Linked DNA regions of Sus scrofa: regions 1 and 2 are each linked to region 3. The links are chromatin contacts, called in public HiChIP or PLAC-seq maps. All regions are on one chromosome and are shown on one strand. The core of a region is the stretch at or near the end of the contact, and the rest is flanking DNA. Distances in the headings are between cores, read along the strand shown. Region 1 has its middle 100 kb from the start of CASP1. Region 2 overlaps LOC100522887 (caspase-13). Region 3 has its middle 240 kb from the start of CASP1.

Evidence for each region. HiChIP or PLAC-seq counts read pairs in DNA pulled down with a chosen protein or histone mark.
Region 1: a contact with region 3 is called in an H3K27ac HiChIP or PLAC-seq map of alveolar macrophages. The contact joins two enhancer-like sites. A contact is called at or near these places in 1 of 47 Hi-C or Micro-C datasets (embryonic fibroblasts) and 1 of 2 datasets of contacts at active chromatin or transcription factors (alveolar macrophages).
Region 2: an H3K27ac HiChIP or PLAC-seq map of alveolar macrophages shows a contact between it and region 3. The contact joins two enhancer-like sites. A contact is called at or near these places in 1 of 47 Hi-C or Micro-C datasets (embryonic fibroblasts) and 1 of 2 datasets of contacts at active chromatin or transcription factors (alveolar macrophages).

What each region holds. Positions count from the first base shown.
Region 1 is chr9:35,093,759-35,098,215 of Sscrofa11.1, reverse strand. No RefSeq gene overlaps it. Among named protein-coding and RNA genes, the nearest start is that of CASP1, 100 kb to the left of the region's middle. Within about 2 kb of position 1,260, at least 3 of the 83 cell types and tissues checked have an H3K27ac peak or open chromatin away from gene starts, as enhancers often do. A contact at or near this core is called in alveolar macrophages, where this site is marked.
Region 2 is chr9:35,167,403-35,171,701 of Sscrofa11.1, reverse strand. LOC100522887 (caspase-13) reads left to right here. Exons shown (of 10, transcript XM_003129812.6): 9 at 1,114-1,217; 10 at 2,893-4,135. The coding sequence ends at 1,212. Among named protein-coding and RNA genes, the nearest start is that of CASP1, 30 kb to the left of the region's middle. Within about 2 kb of position 2,486, at least 2 of the 83 cell types and tissues checked have an H3K27ac peak or open chromatin away from gene starts, as enhancers often do. A contact at or near this core is called in alveolar macrophages, where this site is marked.
Region 3 is chr9:34,959,415-34,964,343 of Sscrofa11.1, reverse strand. No RefSeq gene overlaps it. Among named protein-coding and RNA genes, the nearest start is that of CASP1, 240 kb to the left of the region's middle. Within about 2 kb of position 1,608, at least 1 of the 83 cell types and tissues checked has an H3K27ac peak or open chromatin away from gene starts, as enhancers often do. A contact at or near this core is called in alveolar macrophages, where this site is marked.

The DNA of each region.
Region 1 (4,457 bases), core at 11-2,510, 130 kb before region 3:
TTGAATTTTGTAATCTTGCTGAACTCATTTGTTATTTCTAATAGATTTTTGGTGGATTCCTCAGGTTTCTCTATATATGTCTACTGCCAAAAAATATTAGTTTTACTTCCTCCTTTTTCTAAACCAGATGAGTCTTATTTCCTTTTCTTGCCTATTTGTTCTGGCTAGAACTTTCAGTACAGTGTTGAATGGAAGTAGAGAGAGAGCAATGATCCTTATCTTCTTACTGATCTTACAGAGAAAACATTCAGTGTTTCAACATTAAGACACTAGCTGGGGTTTTTCAAAGACATCCTTTATCAGATTGAAGGAATTCCCTTCTATTCCTAATTTACTGAGTGTTTTTATCATGAAAGGATGTTAGATGTGACAAATACATTTTCTACCAACATAATCAAGTGGTTTTTGTACTATGATCTCTTAATCTGGTGCATTACATTAATTGAATTTCATGTTAAAACAATCACATTTCTGGGATACATCACACTGTTATGTTACATAATAATTTATATATATTGCTGGGCACATGTTGCTAGTATTTTGTTAAGTATTTTTGTGTATTTATTAAAAATATATTGATCTATAATTTCACTGTGATATTTTTGAATGGTTTTGATAACAATGTATTACTAGCATCATTGAATGGAAAGTGTTTTCTATGGTAACTTTTGGAAACATTTGTGAAGAGTTGGTATTAATTCTTCTCTGAATGTTTGGTATACTTCACCAGTAGAGTCATCCGTGCCTGCAATTTTCTTGGCAGGAAGTTGTTTTTATTTGTTTGTTTAGAAGAAGTATATTGACTCTATTAGTTGTATATGAAGTACGATAGTATATCAGTTCCCAATGTACTTCAAAATATCAGTTAAGTATGGCACTTACTCCTGATGGGATTGTGACTTGTTTGCTGGGTAAACAATTCTGGGTCGGAGTAAAGAACATTAACTTCAAGTTTAGCCCATGTGATTATAGATCAGGCTCCTATTTTAAACAGTTTCCTGATAATCTACATTTATTCTCTATTCATAAACTTCAAGGTACTTTGCAGGACCCAGAGTAAGTCTTTGCTCTTAATTCTTAGCTATAGGCGTTGACTTAGGCACATTTAAAGAGAAAAAAGGAATTTATCAAGAGTGTTACATAACTCACTGAAATTCCAAGAAGGCTAGAGAACTGGAACTGGAAAATGAGGAAGAACAAGCTAGGGGCATTAGAGAGGGCCACGGTCAGAATCAGTAGTATTAGGCCAATCAGAAAACTGTTGCAATTGCCGTGGAACAGAGGCACCCTGAGTCACAGTGCCTCCACTGCCTCCACTCCACTCTCCTTCCACTAATACTCACCAGGTAAGGAATTGCCTATCCTTAAAAAGGGCCTGGATATTTGTCATAGAGAATATGATAAATGCCTACAGCTATATGCTTATTTGCCTGACAAGTATTTGTTATTTTTGGCTGTCCAGGTCCTAGCATTAACTTCAAAAACAAAACAAAGCAAAAGAATAAATGACTCTACCCTAACGTATTACACCATTCTTCATGGAACTAAAATGTATTCTCAGCTTCCCACAAAAAGGAGAACTCAAAGTTTCATCAGTTACTGCATTCAGTCAGAGCACCAGCAATATCTCTTGGGAAATGTATACCACTCCTCTTCTGATTTCAACATGCCTTGATTTTTTTACACTGCAGAATTCTCACCATAAACATTCCCTATACAAAACAGTAGGAGGATGGAAACTGAAAGAAAGCAAAAGAAGGACTAAAACAAAGGATTTTGCTTTTCATCCCTTTGGGATTCACTTATTAAAGTGACTGAGGGGCCTGAAACTTTTCTTTAATTCGTGAAAAATATGCCTATGGCCCAAGTCCCTGGATTTCTCCCTTTACTTTAAATAAAGCTGTTTCTGTCACCTGAATACCATTAATGTGCCATCAGATCTAGTTTTCATTAACTAAGCAAACAAATAATCACAAAAGCTCCAGGTTGCTTAAATTATTGTACCAATGTACGGTATTTGATAACCTTGTTAAGCTTTGTGATGAAGGCAGAGTTTATACTGCTGCTCTCTGGAGCCTTTTGAGAGCATGATGGTAAAGGAGAGGTTGAAATAGCCTGAAGTATGTTCAAGGTTGAATCCAAGTAATTGAATTCTCTTTTGGCACCCCAAATTACAGAAGTGGGATGGTTGGAATAAAAAACTAACTAAAAAGGATCCACAGCTAGCATTATCTCTGCTTGAAATCAATGATACAGTGACCTAAATTATAATCGCTTTTTTGGAAAGTGAATTTTTTGAAGTGCTTTTGTTATGGTCCAGCTTGCTTTCAACAGCAGTTAACTGGTCTACATAATATAAATATACCTTTAAAAATAGGGCATTTAGTATCCATAAGTTCCCTTTTCTTTTATTCTCAGGCCAACGATAAGCATTGAGTAGAATGTCTTTTTACACAGTAATTTCCCATGTGTTGATAAGACTTTATCATAAAATTCCCTGACTGTCTCAGTAAATTTGGGCTAGCTATTAAGTATTATGTTTTTTTGCTTTGTGTCAGTCATTTCCCCATAGGCCTAAAGTCAGCAACAATAAAATTTTGCAATTCACAGCAGAAGACTCCTCAGTGTGATTATCAGAAGCTCCTTGACCGATGATCTGTCTTGAACTCTGTTTCTCAGCTTCTTCACTAAATCTTGCTCTACCGTTGTGGCCTTTTTCGTATCTTCAAATATATTTGATATTTTCTTCTACATCAACATAGTGCTCAGTGGCACCCCTTGCTAATTTTGATTATGAATGTACACAAAAAGTTAACTTTCTGATTTTTTAAAAATTATTATGCCTTGTGTGAATAACATGTAATTTTCCAGAACCAACAACACTTTTATAATTATTATTTATTTTCCCATGGAGAACATGAAGAGAAACAACTTACATGCACAGTTGAAGGGAATATATGTACAGTCATGATTATATTTGCTGTGTAGTCACATTTTATTACTTCTAAAGTTTTCTTCTAAAGTATGATTTTTACTGCCTCTTAGGCATGCCTATTTATTCACAGGCATTTATACTTCCTTAGAAGGCCTTTAAACTCACTATGAGGGGAAAATGATAGCAAAAATACACAGTGTATTTTTAAAAATATAAGACAAAAACCTATGGAGATAATGGCTTAGATAAGATTATATCGTAGTTATATCCTTTCTCATTGATAGTCAGGCAACTCAAATATTTTTACTGACACCTACATGTGCCAAGTTTTCAATTTATATTGTAAATATTATTTAGATTTACTTGAAAGATAATTCAACATGTATTCAGGTGAATAAAGTTCAGATAGCAAGTAATTCTTGTGTTTTTCTATTGCATACTAAAAGATGGGTAGAATTCTTTCCCCAAATACTAGTTAAGTGTTCATTTCAGCCCTATCTAGGAAATTAATAGATCACTTAATTAAATGATCACTCCCCTTACCAGTTAAAGTTCCATGTTTCATGCAGAAGAAACAAACTGGCTAATTTAACATTAGCCAGAACAGTCATGAAGAGGATAATGGGTAGTGCACCAAAAAAGTTAGGAAGGCTAGAGTCAAGTTGGAAAAATGGCCAGGAAGAGAGGAAGCCATGTAGCTGCTAATGATAGACCAAACACCATATCAAATAGCTCGGTGAGAGAAGTTCTACTGCTGCAGCAGCTGCAGGACACCATACATGCCAGCTTGTATTTCTAATACTGTTGGCACTATACTCTATGGGTGTACTGTACTGCTTCAACTGTTGCTGCTCCTATGCCTGGAGCCTGGAATTGATGTTCCCTATATTCTGCCCTAAATTTATTAAATCTCAATTGAAAAGTCAAAATGGGGCAAACTGATTGAAGAAACAAAGTCACATGCTGTCATACTTATCTCAGAGAAAATAGCCTTTGTCTCTACTGCTACTCCAAGGGTATACAATAAGTCAAAAGTGGGAAAGGTGATCAGATTCTGGCCAGTCAAAAAACACTCATGTTGATTTCATGACTTTTGAATTTTCTATTGTTTCAATGAGCTGACAGAATCTACCTGTCAATAAGGAAAAAAATCATCAACTCCAAACAGATTAATAGATCAGTGGGATAGTAATGGCCATTATAACATTAATCTTGACTTTGAGATTGAAATTACCAAATCACCATTTCATGGGAGTATTTTAAATTCTCCTTTTAATCGTGGAGTTAAAAATTCAAAAATTCTCCCTTGAGTGAATCAGGGCAAGCATTTATGAAAATACTGACCTGGGTTAAATATGTACTCTCTGGACATGAAAACATGAAAATAATGAGCCCGTAAGAGACATGAGGTCTTGACCTTAGGTGGATCAAGTTCTTACCTGCTGGGTTAACCTTCTGTATGAGCACTCTTATTCTCCTTTACTTGCAAGCTTATATAAAATTCCAATTGAAAAAGAAATGT
Region 2 (4,299 bases), core at 1,237-3,736, 210 kb before region 3:
TATTATACAGGTTGTGATATGATCTATGAAGAGAAATCCTAGGACACATGAAAGAGAATAGAAGATAAATAATTATTTGAATGGAGTAGCCCAGGGGGAAGATTTGATACTCATTCCTCAACTCAGGACCTTCCTTATTTCTCCCTTCCTTCCTAATTTACTTTCTACCATAGCTCTTATTATCACCCAGTCAAGAGATATTTTATTTGTTTATATTTTACCTGTATTTACTCAGATGAAGGCAAGCTCATGAAAGTTTTTGAAGAGATTTGTTCAATACCACAATATGCTGATACATAGGAATTAATATTCATTGAATAAATATATGCATGAATTACTGAATTGATGTCTCCCTTTTTCGTTAGGGAGAAAGGGATTGGTATTAATAACATGAGCAAGAGTGGTTGTTTTTAAACTAAAACCAAGGAAAATAGTAGCACTCCTGTGGGAAAAGAGGGATATACCTTCAGTGAGTTGAGAAGATTGTATCATAACATGAATCAGAGTATTTGTGAATAGGAACTTAGAAAGTTAAGTCCTATTGGATGAATAGGATTTAAATATTGTACTTTCAAGGGAATTCCTCAGAAATTATTAGAAATAGTAGACCTAGGGTAAGTACAATCTCATTGATCAGTCTATGTAAAAAGACTTCAGAGGTCAGTGTGGTGATAGGTATGTGAATGATGTCCATCATTCAGGCCTTAAGGACAGAATTCTGAGATTTGAGCCTTATTGAATTGAGAAGTTATCTTCATTGGAGTTTAAAGACAGAGGATCTTTGAGATCCAATTCTCATGAACAGACACCAGGTGGTAATTGATCATCAGATCTGTAGATCAGTAGATCAGAAATGGAAAGCAGACAAAATGCAGATTGAAAAGACTTCAATTAGGCACAAGGTATTTATTTTGAGATGAAGAATATATCCTGACCTTGGGTATCACTTCTAAGTGGTAGGGCAGCAGTGACAGGGAGTTAGAATATCCAAAGTCTTTGTTCCATCAATCCCAGGAGTACCCTTCCGTCCAAGAATTTTCTGGCTCAGTGTGCAAAATGTATTTTGAGAGTGCATAAGAAGTATGTATCATCTAGGCCTCTTTTTGTTTTCAGGTACAACAATCATTTGAAACACCAAGCGTTAAAGCCCAGATGCCCACCATTGAACGACTCTCCATGACAAGATATTTCTACCTCTTTCCTGGCAATTGAGAAAAGTAAGTATCAAGAGTTGCGGTTTTCAGGCAAAATAAGTGGGAGAGTAGTATTAGTGAGCTGAGGTTCAGTGACCAATGACAGCCCATTGCTTTGGTAGTCAAATAGATGTTTCTGGTCAATGCAGTTTTGTGATTAGTTGCTATTTTTTACTCTATATGCATCTGGATCCTCCTTCCATCTCTACCATTATCAGTTAATAAATCCATCAATCAAGAAGGTAAGCTTAATGAGGATAGGAAGTAATAAACAGTGACGGACATAGGGTCACAATTATTAAAATAGAAATGTACTCATGCTTACTTTATTACTTATATTCGTCTCTTACACACACACGTACACACAGCACATGTGCGTGCACACACACATACCATGAGTTATCCAATATTGCTTCAGATACAAAAACAAACAAACAGAAAACAGAGGAGGTGACCGTGGAGAAAGCAGGACTATTGTCCTTGGAGTGCAGGTATCACATTACTGATATTGAGCTACCATTACCATACAGTATAAAATATATCCTGGAGACTCTGGTGCTCTGACTATTTTCACAGTGTAGATCATAGAACATTCAGTTCAAAGATTTTTAACTACTGCTCAGAAACCTCGTCAATCACCTATGTTACAATTAAAACAAATTTTTGCTCAAAATATTTTAGAAGGGCTGTGCTGAATTTAGATCCAACAATTATTTTACTCACTCATAATAGCTTTTTGTCACACTATATCATAAACTTATTAGTCTCTCTCAGAAACATAAAGTAAACTTTATCTCAATGCTTAAAATATTTGCCTTCCATCTCCCACTCCTGGTTTCTGATACTCTGGTTATACAAATGTGTAGATAATTTAGCAACACAGCTTTTTGTGCTTACTTAGTCCAGTAGAACCACATTTGGGGATTAAATTATTTATTTGACTAATATTTATTAAGCACTTACTGTGTTCCAGGTTCTGTTCTAGATGCTTGAAATATACCAATGGACAAAATAAATGGATCTTTGTGCTCAAAGCTCATACTCTAGTGAATGGAGACATACTATAAATACACAAAAAAGTAAAAATATGTCAGAGAGTGGTAAGACCTAAGAAGAAAAATTTAAAAAGTCTAAAGAGACACAAGAAGATGGATGCCATAGTGCTATAAATAGGTTATTTAGGAAAGGCTGCTTGGAAGTGATGAAATTATTTGAAATCAAAACAAAGACTGGATAGAGGAGGGGAGTGAACCTTGTGGTTCTGTGTGGAAATGTATCCCAGCATGGGGGAACAGGAAGTACAAATGCCCTGAGGCAGGAATATTTTTTAAGAAGTATAAAGAACTGCAAGAAGGCAGCCCACAGAGAAGAGTGAGAGTAAGATAAACGACAGAGTCAGATTCAGAAAAATAATAAGAAGCTTGATCACAGGGGCCTTGGTGATCACATGGTAAGTATCCTGAGTGAGATAGGAAATTCTTCAAGTACTTTTAAACAGAGAAATGACATAATCTAACAGATTTTGCAAAGATCACGCTGAGTACTTTTTGGTGAATAGACTACAGAGGTCACAGATAGAAGCCAAGGGAAATGGCAAAATTGTACGGAAGAGGATCAAAGAAGAATCACAGTAAAGGATGGATTAAAGAATCCATGGATTACTACCTTGACCTTGTGTCTTTTTTTTTCTCTTCCTCAGAAAATCACAGACAGTCTAGCCCTTTACCAACTTTGAGAAGCACCATTACCAGCACAGCACATATGTTTAACATTTTGTCTTTCAGTGTAAATGAAAAACAACGTTTTTTGTGTGTGTGTCTTCTAATAGAGAAGAGAATTTCAATTAAAATGGTGGATAATGGAAATGAAATGGAAGAAGTGAGCTGGATTTTTCTGATTATGACATAATATCTGCACTTTACTGAGTGAAGGGAACTGGCCGTGGCTTGCTCTCAGCAACAAGGTGGAAGGAGATGGTGCCCATCTAGAGACAAGAATTATAAACCGATCAGCTCCTCCTTGTGCACTCATCTAACCTGGGGTCTAGAATTTCCAAAAGAAGTTTTCTAATTTATTATTTAGCCAACATCATAGCTGGAGCTCTTTTTTTTCTTCACTAAGTTATTATGCTTTTAGCAAATTATACTATGTATCTATCTTTCTTCCTACCTATAAGATAATTCACTTTCTTGTTGCTTATTTTCTTTCCAGATTTATGCATATTTCCAAGCTTCAGGAGAATTTTTTACTTAGCAAACACTGGGTCATTGTCCAAAATAAATTGGGCTTCTGATTCAAGATGGTGTAACCTGAATGTATCTGTATAGAAAGAAAAGTATTATTAATAAAGAATAGCCAAAATGGCAGTGTCAACAGTGGGAGACAGGATGTTAAAATTTCTGGAAAGGTGAAATTTCTAGAGGAATTTTGGCAACATGGCTTCTGAGTTACTAAGTAATGAAATGTACCACTTCTGCTACATACACAGAATGCTGAATAAATATTTTAGTACGTGCTAAACTGCATTAAACATAAAATGATTCTCTATGTGTCAAATATAACCATAATAGTTAATATTTATTACTGTGTGTCAGGATTATTTCAAGAATTTTTATTACTCTAAGGGACTTTGAATAAATAAGTAGCTACTTTAACCTTCACAACAGCCCTGCAATGTAATCACTATCAATATCCCCATCTTACAGATAATGAAACTAAAGAAAATAGAGCTTAAGTGATGTGCCCAAAGTCCCACAGTTAGTAGGTGGTTGCACTGGCATTTGAATGCAGTCTGACTTGCTCTGCAATCTGAGATGTTAACCACTGTACTGCATTGCCTCCCCAAGGCAAGGAGAGAATGAAATTGTATGCGTTTTAAATTGTAAGGGTTGGGATTTCCATTGTGGCTCAGTGGAAATAAATCTGACTGGCATTCATGAGGACACAGTTTCGGTCCCTTGCCTTATTAGTGGTTGAGGATCCGGCATTTCTGTGAGCTGTGATATGGGTTGCAGACGTGGCTCAGGTCTGGTGTTGCTGTGGCTGTGGTGTAGGCCTGCAGCTACAGCTCCGATTCGACCCCTGGCCTGGGAACCTCCATATGCCT
Region 3 (4,929 bases), core at 359-2,858:
CCTCTAGTCATTCTCTTGAACACACTGAGGGAGAAAGAATGAGGCTTTCTGGCTCTGATCTCCCTCATACCTAATGTATGTGATATATATTTACAGGAGTTGTATATTATTCTAATGGTCCTGATACAGTTCTTTAGGAATACAAACACACAAATGTAATTATAATCATGGTTCCCTTCCAACTTGTAATTGGCTATAGCCAATGTTAATATTAACATACTATTAATATTTTGTAACGACCAATTTCCATCAATTTTATCCTGTCAAAACAACTAGAAATGTGATGAGGTATAAGTTCCCAAATCTATTTTAGGAACAACCTACTTAACATTTCCTAATGATTTGGCTCTTTCCATTTCATTGTGTTAGATTAGACTCACATGCAACCAAACAATAAAAAGCGGATTTGTCAGAAAGTAAAAAGGAAAACACGGCAACTTCGTGAGAAGTTTAAATGATTTAGTACTTTTTTTTCCCCAGGGGAAAAAAGCAATGACAAAGATGGGACCTTGTAAAGTTAATCATGAGTAGGAGATAATATATGATCAGCTAATATATTTTGAGACCCAAAGTTAAATCGAGAGCTTAGTTAACTTACACTGGAAAAGAAGAAATCACTGAAAAGCAGTTCCAGAGGAGAGTCATACAGCAAGGACAGAGGGGACACTCTTTGAAAATGAAACATGGTTCCCATAAAGGCCTTCTCTACTGGTGGGCATGTAACGTAAACTAAAGGAGACTCAATTAAATGAGACCAAACTTGAGTTTCACCAATATTCTGCCAGTGAAACTCTTTGAAAATGCAGAGAAGACATGAGATACTCCAGGAGTGGCTGGGGTTCCTAAAGGACCAAATACTGTTATAACTGCTTCACAAAGCTGCCATTTATATATACCCCACACAGGTAGGGTCTTTTGAGTATGGTACTGTTTGAATACAATCTCCACTCCCCTCCAAAAAGAAAAAATCCTCAAAAAATGTTTGTCTTCTTCTTAAAAGATCACTTTTGAAATAAATCCTAAGAAATCAACAAGATTTCTAGGAGTTCCCTTCATGGCTCAGTGGTTAATGAACTCAGCTAGGATCCATAAGAATGCGGATTTGATCCCTGGACTTGCTCAGTGGGTTGAGGATCCAGTGTTGCCATGAACTGTGGTGTAGGTTGCAGACGTGGCTCAGATCTTACATTGCTGTGCTGTGGTGTAGGCTGGCATCTGTACGTAAGGGAGATATCAACACCTAGAAGTAAGTTTGATAGGAGAACTAAATGATACAATATATATAAAGCATATAATTGATAATCAGTATTAAATAAATACAAATTATTTATTATCGCCACATAGTATACATATATATATTAGTCTCCATATCTTGAGTTTTTCCAACATAAAATTACTACTATTTGAGTAAATAATAAATGAGGAGGTTAAATTATATGTTTTATTTTTTAACAAAGCATTTGTTAAGTATGTTATCCTGTTGTGTCATACCTTGGAGATAAAATCAATCAAACTATCATCCAAAAGCTCAAAGCTAAGTAGAGAAGACAGGAACTGAAAGAAATCATTACAACAGACTCTTTTACACAAATCAGTATGTGCATAAGTCTACTTGTGACAGATATGAAAGTGATTCAACTCTGTCTTTGCAGAAAAGGACACTTGCTTGGTTCTTAAAGCATGAGTATTTGGTATCCATGGGGAGTGAACCCACATGGGTATGTCTGAAACACAGGACTGCCTCACAATAACAGGTACAGGCATAATGACCTAAAAATGATATACAATATATAAATGAGTCATTGATAGAGAATAGATCAAAAATCTTGGCATGGCCTCGATTCATAAAACTAGTTCACCGTATTAGTGATCTCTGACATACCCCCTTTCCTGGCTAGTAATATTGAAATGTGCTTTCTGTGTTCAGCCTCCTTGAAACATACCCGATGTATGTATGAATTGAATCATGAAAGCACCTATGAATTCCCCGGCAGTTGCTTGCTATTCAGGATTCATTTTCCTTCCTTCAAATAATAATATTTCATTTGCTTTGGGGAAACCATTTTTCCATTTTTAGTTACGCAATTTTGGTGATACTGCCTAGGGTTTTATTGGCCTCAGTGACTGAGATCAAGAAATTCATTTGTTTATTGAGTTCACAAATCAGTGGATGAGTACAGACTTCCCTGAATAAGCATATTATATTTTCCTGACCACAAGGATTGCTTCAGGCATTGCCAGTCATTTAATGCAGTCCCATAAATGTGTTCCTCAGAACAATTGCTACACATGCTAGACAACAACACTCTCTCTTTGGCGGGTGGAGAAGGTGAGGACTGCCTATGCCGCTGCTGCCATTTCACATCTGAGAGGCATCACACTGGGAGCTGATAGCCCAGGGAGTGCAAAGAAGAAATCATAATGATTAGAGTTCTAGCTCCCATTTTAACTGAATTATTTGTTTACATTAGCCAACAATATGCCAGGTTTATTAATCCAATGTAAGTTGAATAATTTAGAGTAGAAAGAATCCTGACGAATAGGTGTCTTCTAGTCAATGAGTTGTAAGTCCCCATTTTTGTCTGTGACTTTTCACTTCCCGAATTTTTGAGATTGTCTCAGTTTGTAGAAAGTTAGTCTATTTTTATCAACTCTCCACATGTTTTGAAAATCAAGACAATTCAGGAATAATTGTTCATGTAGCAGAGAGAACTTAAATGCAGTGCTTTCTGATGCCTTGTTGTTGCTTTTTTTTTTTTTTCCTTCATTTTATTATTTTTCCTCTCTAGTACCAAAAGCCAATTTCCATTGCCACGTGTCTCCCAATCGTCTTTTAGTCTCTCAGGTTCCTATGTCATCTTACTTTTTACCACATTTATTTTGGATTTATGTTATAGATGTGTGCAGCTAGCACACAGAAACACATTCTTATGTTCTGTGCCTTTAGGTAGCTACTAACCTGATCCATACCATTTCTAAACATTATTGTACCAAAGTTTAAAATTATTATAATATCATAAATAATTTAAAAATAATAATCTGGAGTTCCCATCATGGTACACTGGAAACAAATCCAACTGGGAACCATGAGGTTGCAGGTTCAATCCCTGGCCTCACTCAGTGGGTTAAGGATCCAGCACTGCCGTGAGCTGTGGTGTAGGTCATAGATGTGACTTGGATCCGGCGTTGCTGTGGCTTTGGTGGAGGCCGGAAGCCATAGCTCCGATTAGACCCCTAGCCTGGGAACCTCCATATGCCACAGGTGCGGCCCTCAAAAGACAAGAGACAAAAAAAAATAATAAAAATAATAATCTAGACCGAAGTATTTCAACTTATCAATGATAGAGCTCATAAGATCACCACAAATTGGGCATGCATAAATAATATTCAAAATTATAAAATATATTAACATAAAAAACATATTGTGCTTACTTTAACTTCTAACTTAATTTTTTATCAATCAGAAATTGCTTCAAGGTCATCAACAAATATCAATTAGCATTTTACTGTGAATTTATAATGAGCTTTTTTTTGTTGTTGTTGTTGTTGTTGTTGTTGTTGTTGCTATTTCTTGGGCCACTCCCGCGGCATATGGAGGTTCCCAGGCTAGGGGTTGAATCAGAGCTGTAGCCACTGGCCTACGCCAGAGCCACAGCAACGCGGGATCCGAGCCGCGTCTGCAACCTACACCACAGCTCAGGGCAACGCCGGATCCTTAACCCACTGAGCAAGGGCAGGGACCAAACCCGCAACCTCATGGTTCCTAGTCGGATTCGTTAACCACTGCGCGATGACGAGAACTTCTATAATGAGCTTCTTAATGAGAATTCTGATTGCCTGATAAAGTAAAATTTTGTCTTATTTCAATTGACTGTGCTGCAATCTATTTTCTCTATATATATGCATAAAATGTTAGTTAATAATTATTTCTCTTGATTCTCTTGCATCATTTATTTCTTTCAATTAAGTATCTTTAGGGAAAAATGAAACTTGTTAGTTAAGTATTAAAAACAGTTACATATTCTCATCCAATTTACAAATTCGTGCTCCTAATTCAACTCCAAACTTAAAAATTTCTTTATTTTAATCCATCCTGTTGAATGGTTACATATTGTCCAAGTATATTTCTTTTATCTTAGTGCTAGTAGATAAAGTGCTGGCTTATACATCTTCATAATTGTTCATTAGCCGCAAGCAGTATGCTTTGACTTTTATGTCCTTGAAACTGTGAAATAATGTTCCTGTAATTCAATTCTTCCTAATGTTTCTACTTTAAATAGAATATATTAAGAAACTGAGATCTGAGCATTTTTAGAAATTCTGAACTGGGGATATCAGTTTAGTCAGAACAGTGTCAAATGTGAAACCCAAACAACATAATTAGTACTTTGAGGTTGAAGTTGATGTGACATTCTCTGGAACATATTTTAATGCTTATGCATATTTAAATTAAAATTTTAACCTCCTGACATTCAAAACAACAAGCCATTCACCATCCAACTGCAGAGGCATGTCTGACAAATAAGATGACACAGAGCAAAAATTACTTGTCTTGAATCTATGCTTATTGCACAAGATATTTCCAAAAGGACTCGTTTGCTAACATTTTGACAGTAGATTTTGATATTACCACAGCTTTTCAGACTGATTATATAGCAAGAATTGATTTCAAATATTTGTCTATATACAAAATGGCTGCTAGAGAGAAATGGTGATATGGTGTATATTCAAGTCATGACAACCTTTAAGTTTTATTATTTTACTTTTTGTATGGCAGGTAAGTTTCCGGTTATGCCACAAAATACAATTTCTTGCTTCCAGGGAGACTGGATGAGATTGGAGTGTGTACTAGAGATTCTACCCTGCCTTATCAAAATTCACCTGTCCAGAAATAATATCTGTGATCTTATCCCTTTTTGATCTGTGCTG